Regions from separate parts of the Mus musculus genome. Here all the other regions are linked to region 2. A link is a contact called in public HiChIP or PLAC-seq data. All regions are on one chromosome and are shown on one strand. Each heading gives the region's core, a stretch centred on a gene start, on an enhancer-like site or on the middle of the called end of the contact. The rest is flanking DNA. Distances are from core to core; before and after follow the strand shown.

The links. HiChIP or PLAC-seq counts read pairs in DNA pulled down with a chosen protein or histone mark.
Region 1: a contact with region 2 is called in an H3K4me3 HiChIP or PLAC-seq map of bone marrow-derived macrophages, with 3 times the contacts expected there. The contact joins the enhancer-like site here to the promoter of Mrps10 in region 2. A contact is called at or near these places in 6 of 115 datasets of contacts at active chromatin or transcription factors (the SCID.adh cell line, bone marrow-derived macrophages, embryonic forebrain and 2 more) and 2 of 9 other capture datasets (adipose tissue and pancreatic islet).
Region 3: an H3K27ac HiChIP or PLAC-seq map of the NIH/3T3 cell line shows a contact between it and region 2, with 2.7 times the contacts expected there. The contact joins the enhancer-like site here to the promoter of Mrps10 in region 2. A contact is called at or near these places in 3 of 39 promoter capture datasets (cranial neural crest, embryonic stem cells and liver), 3 of 484 Hi-C or Micro-C datasets (CD4 T cells, embryonic stem cells and nephron progenitors), 11 of 115 datasets of contacts at active chromatin or transcription factors (the NIH/3T3 cell line, the SCID.adh cell line, acute myeloid leukemia and 5 more) and 4 of 9 other capture datasets (adipose tissue, embryonic stem cells, liver and 1 more).

Annotation. Positions count from the first base shown.
Region 1 is chr17:47,212,557-47,215,893 of GRCm38.p6, reverse strand. It overlaps a transcript of Trerf1 not described here. Among named protein-coding and RNA genes, the nearest start is that of Trerf1, 16 kb to the left of the region's middle. Within about 2 kb of position 1,628, at least 45 of the 459 cell types and tissues checked have an H3K27ac peak or open chromatin away from gene starts, as enhancers often do. A contact at or near this core is called in adipose tissue and bone marrow-derived macrophages, where this site is marked.
Region 2 is chr17:47,367,315-47,370,636 of GRCm38.p6, reverse strand. It overlaps Mrps10 (mitochondrial ribosomal protein S10), which reads right to left and starts at 1,750. Exons shown (of 7, transcript NM_001146212.1): 1 at 1,683-1,750. The coding sequence starts at 1,730.
Region 3 is chr17:47,163,135-47,166,271 of GRCm38.p6, reverse strand. It overlaps a transcript of Trerf1 not described here. Among named protein-coding and RNA genes, the nearest start is that of Gm36715, 8.2 kb to the right of the region's middle. Within about 2 kb of position 1,496, at least 9 of the 459 cell types and tissues checked have an H3K27ac peak or open chromatin away from gene starts, as enhancers often do.

The DNA of each region.
Region 1 (3,337 bases), core at 379-2,878, 150 kb after region 2:
GACATTAAACACACGCAGATATTCATTGTATAACCCTTGCTCTGCCTGCCACACACAGAGACATTACAGTTTCCCCCACATCTTTGACTCAGGTCCTTCTTTGTCTTCCAGAAATGAAATCTGGTTTCATGGATTTTAAATCTATGAACCCGGTGCAGGACACACAGCTAGTGTTCAGCACATTTACCCTCCAACCCATCATTTGGTAAGGTAAAGCCAAGGTCAAGCTGTAGGTCTTTGTAGAGCCTCAGCACTTGCAAACACTGCCTCATCCTTCCTTCCTTCCTTCCTTCCTTCCTTCCTTCCTTCCTTCCTTCCTTTCTTTCTTTCTTTCTTTCTTTCTTTCTTTCTTTCTTAAAATTTTGTTTATTTGATTTGGTATGCATTTATGTGTGTGCCCCAGAAGGGCACAAAGGGTTCAGATCTCCTGGAATTGAGGGACAGACAGTTGTAACTGGTCATGTGGGTACTAAGGATTGAACCTACATCCTTTGGAAGAACAGTCAGTGCCCTTAACAGCTGAGTCATCTCTCCAGCCCCAACACTGACTCTTCTGAGTGATTCAGCCCTAGTTTTTCACTTACAGGTGAAGCCCATACAAGTGGACAGAGCTAAGATCAGACAGGGAACGTTCCCACTCCACCCCACCAGAAAGATAAGAGCCAGAGCTCTGGAATTACAGACTGAGCTACACCTAGCTTCTGTAATGCTAAGGATCAAACCCGGGGCTTCGGAGCATGCTAGGAAAGTGGTCTACCAATGCCTGGGCTCCTTGCAGTTCAATGTGTGATTATTCTTACTTCTTTCCTTCCTCCCTTCCTCCCTTCCTTCTCTTTCTCCCTACCTCCCTCTCTTCTTCTCCTTTTCCTTTGAACAATTAAGAACAGAGCATCTATTGTGTGTCACGAATGATCTGGATGCGGGACATGTAGCCGTGAGAACACACTTCGGTGTTTCTGATTTACAAGGAGACATACTGGATAAATAAATATACAGCAAGCTGTGTGGTTATACACACGCTGGAGAAGACAGCACGGGGTGGAGGGGCAGAGAATGATTCAGAAGAAACGGACTTAGTCCTGGAGGGTCAAGGAAGGAGTCTCAAAGGGACGTGTGGGTGCCGGGCGTGGTGGCGCACGCCTTAAATCCCAACACTCGGGAGGCAGAGGCAGGCAGATTTCTGAGTTCGAGGCCAGCCTGGTCTACAGAGTGAGTTCCAGGACAGCCAGGGCTACACAGAGAAACCCTGTCTAGAACCACCCCCCCAAAGGACACATGGGACATCTGAGGTGGGGTAGGGTGAGGGAATACTCCAGGCAAAAAGAAAAGCAAGGGCAAAGGTCCTGAGGCAGGAATGTCAAGCTCTAGTGTAGTCTGAGTGAGGGCAATTTCTGATTATGATGCAGGGGATGATGGGGAGGAGGTGGGAGCCAGAGTCGGTGGGTCCTGAAGTTACAGCAGTGTTTAGCCTTTATTCCAGGCATAGATCGTGCAGGGGAGTGACTCGGCATAGCCTGCCACACAGCCTCCCCGACCACTGATATCACCAGGCTCAGCCTGTGCTGAGCAATAAGGGGAACCAGGTTTGGGAGCCAGGCCTTGAGCTCAGCACGGCCTCTCAGCGTTACTGAGAAAAACCTTCCCCTTCTCTGAATCCCCAGAGTGAAATGGGAACATCAGGCTGGGTGGTGTCTAAGGTCCTTCCTACAAGATTCGTACATTCTGACCTCGACAGTGAGAGCCCTAAAGGATCTGTCTGCCTCTGATACAGAAAAAGGCCAGGGAACCGCAGCCACATTTCTGAAGCCCCTGACTCTTACCCAACTGCAAACCATCTTCTCATAGCTCTCAGCATGAAGAGTCCAGCCAAAGAATCGGCCTCGGCCCTCAGTTATAGATGCGAAACATGACCAACAGCAGGGCCGGTAAGGTGGCTCAGCTCGCCGCCATGTCTGATGGCCCGACCTCTACAATTGGTTCCTGACTCCTGTGTGTTGTTTTCTCACCTACACACACGCACACACACACACACACACACACACACACACACACACACACACACGCACACACGCACATGCATGCATGCACACACGCATGCACGCACACGTGCACATGCATGCACACAACAAACACTGTTTAAGTATTTTTATGATTCTGAAGTCATACCATTAAAGAGAGCACAGATTTCACACACGTCATGATGGAGTGCGGCCTACAGAAGCCAAGTCATCGAGGTGCTCAGAGCCTGCACCCCTCAATGGCTGCTTTAACTTTCCTTTCCTTTCCTTTCCTTTCCTTTCCTTTCCTTTCCTTTCCTTTCCTTTCCTTTCCTTTCCTTTCCTTTCCTTTCCTTTTCTTCTGTATTTAGTCTTTTTCAAGACAGGGTCTCAGCTATATGGTGAACTGGAACTCACTCTGCAGACATGCTAGCCTTGAACTCATAGAGATCTGCCTGCCACTGCCCCCAAGGTGCTGGGATCCAAGGTGGCGTGCTTCAGCACACCTTGCTCTTCCTGCCTGCTCCCTTGAGGGCCCTGTCTTGGATCATCCATCATCGGGTGGCGTTGAAAAGAAGGAAGGCTCCACACTCTTCCATCCAGTTGCAGGAACAAGGTCTGTTTCCCCCGTCAGCCTGGGAGTCCCTGTGAATATGGATCCATCAGACTTCGAGAGCATCAGGTGTCTCTCCCTAGGCCTTAGCCATCAGACTGAGTCTCTCTCAGGAGAACTTTGTCTTCCACTCCAATGGGGCGCTCCCCAAGACAGAAGTGGGTCCCTGCAGCAGGGGTCTTGCCCCTCTTTTGGCCTAGAAGCATCCTGAAGATGGGGTTTGTCTTCCCCACTTCCTGCTCCCCACAGCCTTCTCTGTTTTGAGCAGTTTCTTTAAACAGTTTCTTTAAACAGGGCAGAGTGAAACACTTAGTTGGAACCACCCCACCCAGGTACAAGGCCCTGCCATCCTTAGCCACTGAATCACCCATGAAAATGAAATCTGAACCTCTCTGCTGAATGAAGAGAGAGTCAGAAATCAGCTTCGCCTGGCATCTTCTTAGAGACTGGCTAGGTCCAGCCCAAAGACTGCCCTTATTTTACAAATACACCTCTCTGGAACAGGGGCTGAAGGCAGCCGAGGTGCACCAAGGGACTGGGAGCAGGGACCACACTGGGTGCCACGCCAGCTTCTGTGCTGAGGAGAGGACTCACGTGAGGGAGCTGCGCTGCTTGTTCCTCAGCAGCAACAGTGGTGAGCGGTGTGTGTGCTGACTCAGTTCACATCTGGTGCCTCGGGTGAGATATGAACCTTACCCCCAGACAGGGAGAGGGGTAAGAGGGCTGT
Region 2 (3,322 bases), core at 501-3,000:
AATTTTTTTTTTCTTTTTTTGTTTTGTTTTTCGAGAAAGGGTTTCTCTGTATAGCCCTGGCTATCCTGGAACTCACTTTGTAGACCAGGCTGGCCTCGAGCTCAGAAATCCACCTGCCTCTGCCTCTCAAGTGCTGAGATTAAAGGTGTACACCACCACCACGCCCGGCTTGATATTTTTCCTAAGGTAAGTGATTATACAAGTGTGGGCCAGGGCTGCCCATGAATTCTTAAGATACTCTCGGGAGGCCTGAAACCAAAACTCACCATGACATTACTCAAGACTTTTCTGCTCTCATTCTCCATTTGGTGTTCAGTGGAGTCTTCCAGAGCTGCGTGGGTTGTACCATCTAGTAAAAGATGGTATGCGAAAACTAACGAGAGAAAAGCTGCCTTTGCTGGAAGGCTGCGTCCCAGGCTTACTCTTCTTCAAATTTGCTTCTGCTTTGGAAAGCAGGCTTTCTAAAGTGTTAACTAACCTGGGACGATATCGAGGCTGGAGTGATGGCTCGGCAACCCTAGCAGACCACTCGAGTCCCACAGAAGGCTACAAATGGGCTTCAGTGGCAGAACCCTTGTCTGGTGTAAGCAAGGCCCTGGGTTCAATCTCTAGTATGAAAAACAAACTTTTTGGAATCTTTGATCCTTTTTTTTTTCGAGACAGGGTTTCTCTGTGTAGCCCCGGCTGTCCTGGAACTCACTTTGTAGACCAGGCTGGCCTTGAACTCAGAAATCCGCCTGCCTCTGCCTCCCGAGTGCTGGGATTAAAGGCGTGCGCCTCTTGCTTTGGCCTCTCAAGGGCTGGTATTACAGGTGTGGGCCACCACCTCTGGGTTACATGCTGCTGTGGGGCCGACAGGGCCAGCTTTAGGCATTAGGCCCTTGAGCAACCGAGCCACAGTGTCAGCTCTTCCTTTTTTAAAGAATTCGTTTATTTTGGGACAGGGCCTCAATATGCAAGCCAGGTTTTACAAGTAATGCTATTTCAGGGTCAGCCATCTGACCCAGTTCTGAGCATTATTTTCAAAACTACTAAATGACCATTGAGAAGAGTCACAAAAGTTTCAAGACCAAAGTTCTTGAGAACAGCCTGGTTTTTTTGTTTTTAATTTAAATTATTTTTGTGATAGGATCTCAATACATAACCTGGCTGTCTTCGAACCCAGAAGTTCGTCCGCCTGCCTCCTTTCCCCAGTGCTGTGATTCATGCCATGCGAACTCCAGGCAAGTTTTCCTTTTTCAAAGACCCTCTCGAGGGAGATCTGACCCATTCCCCTGACCTGGGAGCTCTCGGGTCACCTCCTCAGCCGTGGAGGCGAGCAGGGCGTCCCAGTGGGGCTGCACCGGGGCTTTATGTGACCCAGCGTTTGCTGGCTCGGTTCCTAAGAATCCGAGACCAGCGTTGTCTTCTCTGAGCTCACGGTTTCCATGGCCCTCTCTACCGTGGAGGGAGGGCTCTGAACGCGTTTTCCTCATCCTTCCTGCTCTGACGTCTTACGGTTCTCGCTCCCGTCTTGCCAATTTATGTAGGGTCCCTCGAGAGAAAAACCTGCCCTTTTCTTGTCACTTTCTAATAACTTCCTCCAACGGAGGATGACTCCGTACGGGTCGGGCAGAGGGTGGCAGCGAGACTCGACGATGACGGCGCCGTCGGCAGCCGGGACCCCACGCCCACCCCTTTACCTGCTGCAGGCGCCGGCACAGAGCCACACACGCTGCGCGCGCCGCCATCTTGGTGCCCTGATCGCCCAGGACCGCTTCCGGGGTCACAGCATTGTTCGCGAACCATAGAGTTCGAAAAGGAAAGAGTGTCTCCTGTGTTCCGACACTGAAACAACCATAGAGACGGTGCTCCTTGAATTTTTTTAAAATTATATTTTAAATTTTCTATTTTCTTATTTATTTACTTATTTATTATTCACTCATTCATTTAAGGTTTTGAGTGGATGCGTCGCTTCCGCCGTCTGGATAAACTCCCAGGTTCTATCTATACGCTGTCTATCCTAAGATCCTATTTGTCTTGGGTGGTTCTGTTTGCTTAGAGACAAACACAACAGAAATACTTGGGAAGGAAGTTGCTGCTGCTACTGAGTCCAAATTCTAACATTTTACCTTATTGCAAAAGGCGTTTCATTCTTAAACTTTGTTCACACCATCGGAATGCCAGGCTTGTTAATGGATTTTTCTAAATTGTGTTTTTCAAAATGCCTTCCCATGCAATTTAGCATAATGGAAGCTCCACACTTAGGCGCTCTGGTTTCTATTTAGGTGGGTGACTTGATCAAATTTCTTCCGTACTTTGAACCCCCTTTTTTTTTTTTTTTTTCTTTCACTTGCCAAGTAGAGATGAGAACAAATCATACTTGCAGTAGAGGATTAAATGAGATTAAAATGCTACATGATAAATGTCATCCTGAATTTGTGACATCTCTTCTACATCCTGGGCCTTAAGAGGTTGTTGGGAAAATGAATAAGGGTCAACTTAATGCGAATGAAACAAAGTATATGTCTTAGTAAGGGTTTCTATTGCTGCTACAAAACAACATGATCAAAAAGCAAGCTGGGGAGGAAAGGGTTTATTTGGCTTGCACTTCCAGATCACAGTCCATCACTGGAGGAAGTCAGGACAGGAACTCAAGCAGAGCTGGAATCTGGAGGCAGGAGCTGATGCAGAGGCCATGGAGGGGTCCTGCTTACTGGCTTGCTTCCCATGGCTTGCTCAATCTGCCTTCTAATAGAACCCAGAACTACCAACCCAGGAATGGCAGCACCCACAGTAGGCTGGGCCCTCCCCCACAGATCAGCAGTTGTGAAAATGCCTTACAGTTGGATCGTATGGAGATATGTCTTCAACTGAGGCTCCTTCCTCTCCAGTGACTCCAGCTTGGGTCAAGTTGACACACAAAACTAGCCAATACTATATCTCCATAAACCATCATGCCAATGTAAAGCTGGGTCTCCCACAAGCAGGCATTAATTCTTATTTGGCAGGCCAGAGAACTAAGCAAAGGGTAGAATGTCCAGATGGCACAACTGATGAGAGATTTATGAATATGGACCACTTTCCTGCCCCTCAGGCGGGCCTATATGTGATCTCTATATGGAAACAGAATCTTTAACTAGTGTGTGGCTGGATTTGGCTATGCCCTACCTGCACAGGCAACCCAGAAGTGTCCTCAGAATTAGCTCTGGTGGCCCCTCTCAGCCAATGATCTGTTCTGACAGTACCCCAACCTTAATCTCTTTACTACCTCTAGACTTTGCATCCATCTCTCCGTATGGTCCTTCATGATGGCTTCTCACCCAGCCTCCAGTCCTTCTGG
Region 3 (3,137 bases), core at 247-2,746, 200 kb after region 2:
AAGGCGTGCGCCACCACGCCCGGCTATTTTGTTTTTTGACTTTGTCTTTGAGACCAAGTCTCACAATGTAGCCAGTTTAGTCCTGAACTCGTCATCCTCCTGCGTCCAACCTCCCAAGTGATTTCAGGCATGTGCCACCCTGTCTATCAGAGCACGTATCTTCAAGTAAGCTGGACATGGTCGTGTAGGTCTGGAATCCCAGCACTTGGAAAGTAGAAGCAGGAAGATCATCCTCAGATACATAGTGAGTTCCAGGATAGCCTGGGATATGACCCTACCTCACAGCAAGCTAACACACACACAACCAAAAACAAACAAACAAAACGAGATAATTAAGATCTGTAAAATTCACAGTCAATACAAAGGAAGAGAGGGAGGAAGGAAAGGGAAGCCGAATTAATAGTAAGAACATGAGGATGTGGTACCCAGGAACTAGAGTAAGCAGACGAGAAACAGGGAGACAGCCAGTTCACAGAATCAAAGCTTAACGGCTTCAACCTGCTGTTCGAGGGCTGCCAGGTAATCAATCCAACTGGGGTGAGCCCTATATGTCAACCTCGTTATCCTGACCTGAGGCAGACAGGAGGAAAGAACGCTGGAATTCTCCTTTCTCACTAAACTGCAACGGCAAGGGCCCAGCCAGCACGTGCCAGTCAGACCCAGGGAAGGGAGCTGAAATTCCCCCGTCACTTAATCATGCCAGAACCCCCAAAACAGACACGCGACAAGCTACCAGGCAGCCAAATGTGGTCAGGGTTAATGCCAACAACAACTCCTGTGCTGGAACCTTCTAGAAACTCCTTTCCCAAATTGTCTCCACTTTCGTCTCCATCTACCATCTACTCTGTGTGTGTGTGTGGGGGGGGGGGGGGTGCCCAAATAAGGGAATTAGTAGAGAGCAAACGGGATGGGATGTAGCTTAGTTGGTGGTGCTTGTCTGGCATCACCAGTGAAATCCTGGGTTTTGCCCCAGAACCACATAACCAGATGTGGCTGCACACACCTGTGGAGGCAGGGAAAGAGATCAGAGCAAGGCCAGCTTGGAATGCGTGGGATCCTGTTTGCAGAGAGACAGCAAGAACGATCAGGAGCCCAAGAAATAATGGGGAAGCCCTCCAATAAGCTAGAAGCGGCAGCAAGGAAGCAATGTCAAATGAGAACATGGAGTTTCAAATGACAGAGAATGAGAGTTCGCAGTAAGACTCCAGACCCAGCTCAGCTCAGCTCAGCTCAGCTCAGCTCAGCTCACACTCATCTGTGTGACTTAAGACAGCAAGGGTTAAGCAGGTAACTTAACCCCTCCTGCTTCCAGTCGCCCCTCTTCAAAACAACCCTAGAACTCTTAGGAGAATGTAAAGCCTAGAGCATTCACCGTGGAAAGGATGTCTGGCAAGCAGGAAATATTATGACCATTTTCAAATATATTAAGGCGGAGAGGATGTACGTGTGAGCTGCATCAGTATGGGTGTGCCTGTCTGTGTGCTGGCAAGCGCAGTATGCAGAAGCCAGAGAAAGACTTCAGGCTCCCACCAAGGTCAATCTCCACCTTACTCCTTTAGGACAGGGTCTATCACAGAACCCTAGGCTTGTGTTTTGTTAGCTGACTGGCTGGCCAGGAAACTCCCAGGACCCACCTGTCTCCCTTCCCAACACTGGGATTACAGTCATGACCACTCATGCCTAGCTTTGCTCCTGGATGTTGGGGATTTGAACTTTGAGATCCACAGGCTTGTGTAGTGAGTGCTCCTACCCACTGAGCCAGCTCTCCAACCCGTAATGAAGGACTAATTTTAACATTTTTTTTAGTTTGTATGTGAGAGCATAATTATGCAGATGCTAAAATGCATGTTTGGGAATCAGTCCCCCCCCCCTCCCCGCCCCCACTTCCACTGTGTGGGTCCCAGGGATCAAACTCCAGTTGTCAGGCTTGGTGACAAGGGACAGGCACTTTTCACCTGCTGAGCCATCTTGCTGGTCCCCTAATGAAGAACTTCTGGAAACCTGGCAAATGCCCCTAAATATCAAAGTTAAAGGGCATAAAAGCACTTCCGGCTCTTACGATGCAGCTTGTATTACACTAACCATCCTATAAGAGGGATGAAATGTGCATTGCTGGTAGCTTTGTGAGGTATACAAGGACTCAGGTGTCTGGAGGAGACAGCGCAGCATGCGAGGCACATCTCAGTACTACTGTTTCCTCCCTCGGGATTGCAGGATGTGGTGTGTGCGGGGGGGGGGGGGGGGGGGGTGGGGGGGGGGGACACAACGACAGGAAGCACACAGGTAACGGGAAACCAGCAAAGTAAGCCTTGAGAAGCACAGACGTAGACACCTGACTAGAGCTCAGGGCTGGAGTGGTGGCTTAGTGGTCAAGAGCACTGGCTGCTCCTGTAGAGCTCCAGATTCCATTCCCAGTAGTCACAGGGCAGCTCACGACCATCCATAACTCCAGTTCTGAAGGATACTGCACCCTCTTCTGACCTGTGTACATGCACATGATGCACATATATACATGCAGGCCAAACACACACATATATTAAAAAGAAATAAATCTAAAAAAAAAATTTCATTTAGTTTAGTGCTATGGGGGTCTCCGAGACATGAAAAAGAAAGAAAGCAGGCGCAGAGACTGCTCTTTTCTTTCCCTGGCACTCGGTGTGCAGAGTTGGCACGGAGGGGGTCTAAGCAGAAAGAAGCTATCAAAACACTAGAGAGACTAGATAAGGTGACCCAGGGCTGTAATCCCAGCATGAGGGAAGCTAAATCAGGGAGTTAAAGGGGTTCCGGGGTGCTCTTACCTACACAGAAAATTTGAGGGCAGCCTTGGCTACATAAGATCCTATTTCAAACAAAAAACTAAAACTAAAGTGTTGGGCTGGAGAGATGGCTCAGCAGGTTAAGAGCACTGATTGCTCTTTCAAAGGTTCGGAGTTCAATTCCTAGCAACCACATGGTGGCTCACAACCATCTGTAAAGAGCTCTGATGCCCTCTTCTTGGTGTGTCTGAAGACAGGGACAGTGTACTCACTCACATACATAAAATAAATGAATCATTAAAAAAAAAAGATACTAAATCTAAAGTGTTAAGCCAAGATTTTGGTATCTCCACGAGACAGGAATGAACCTATCAAGGAAGG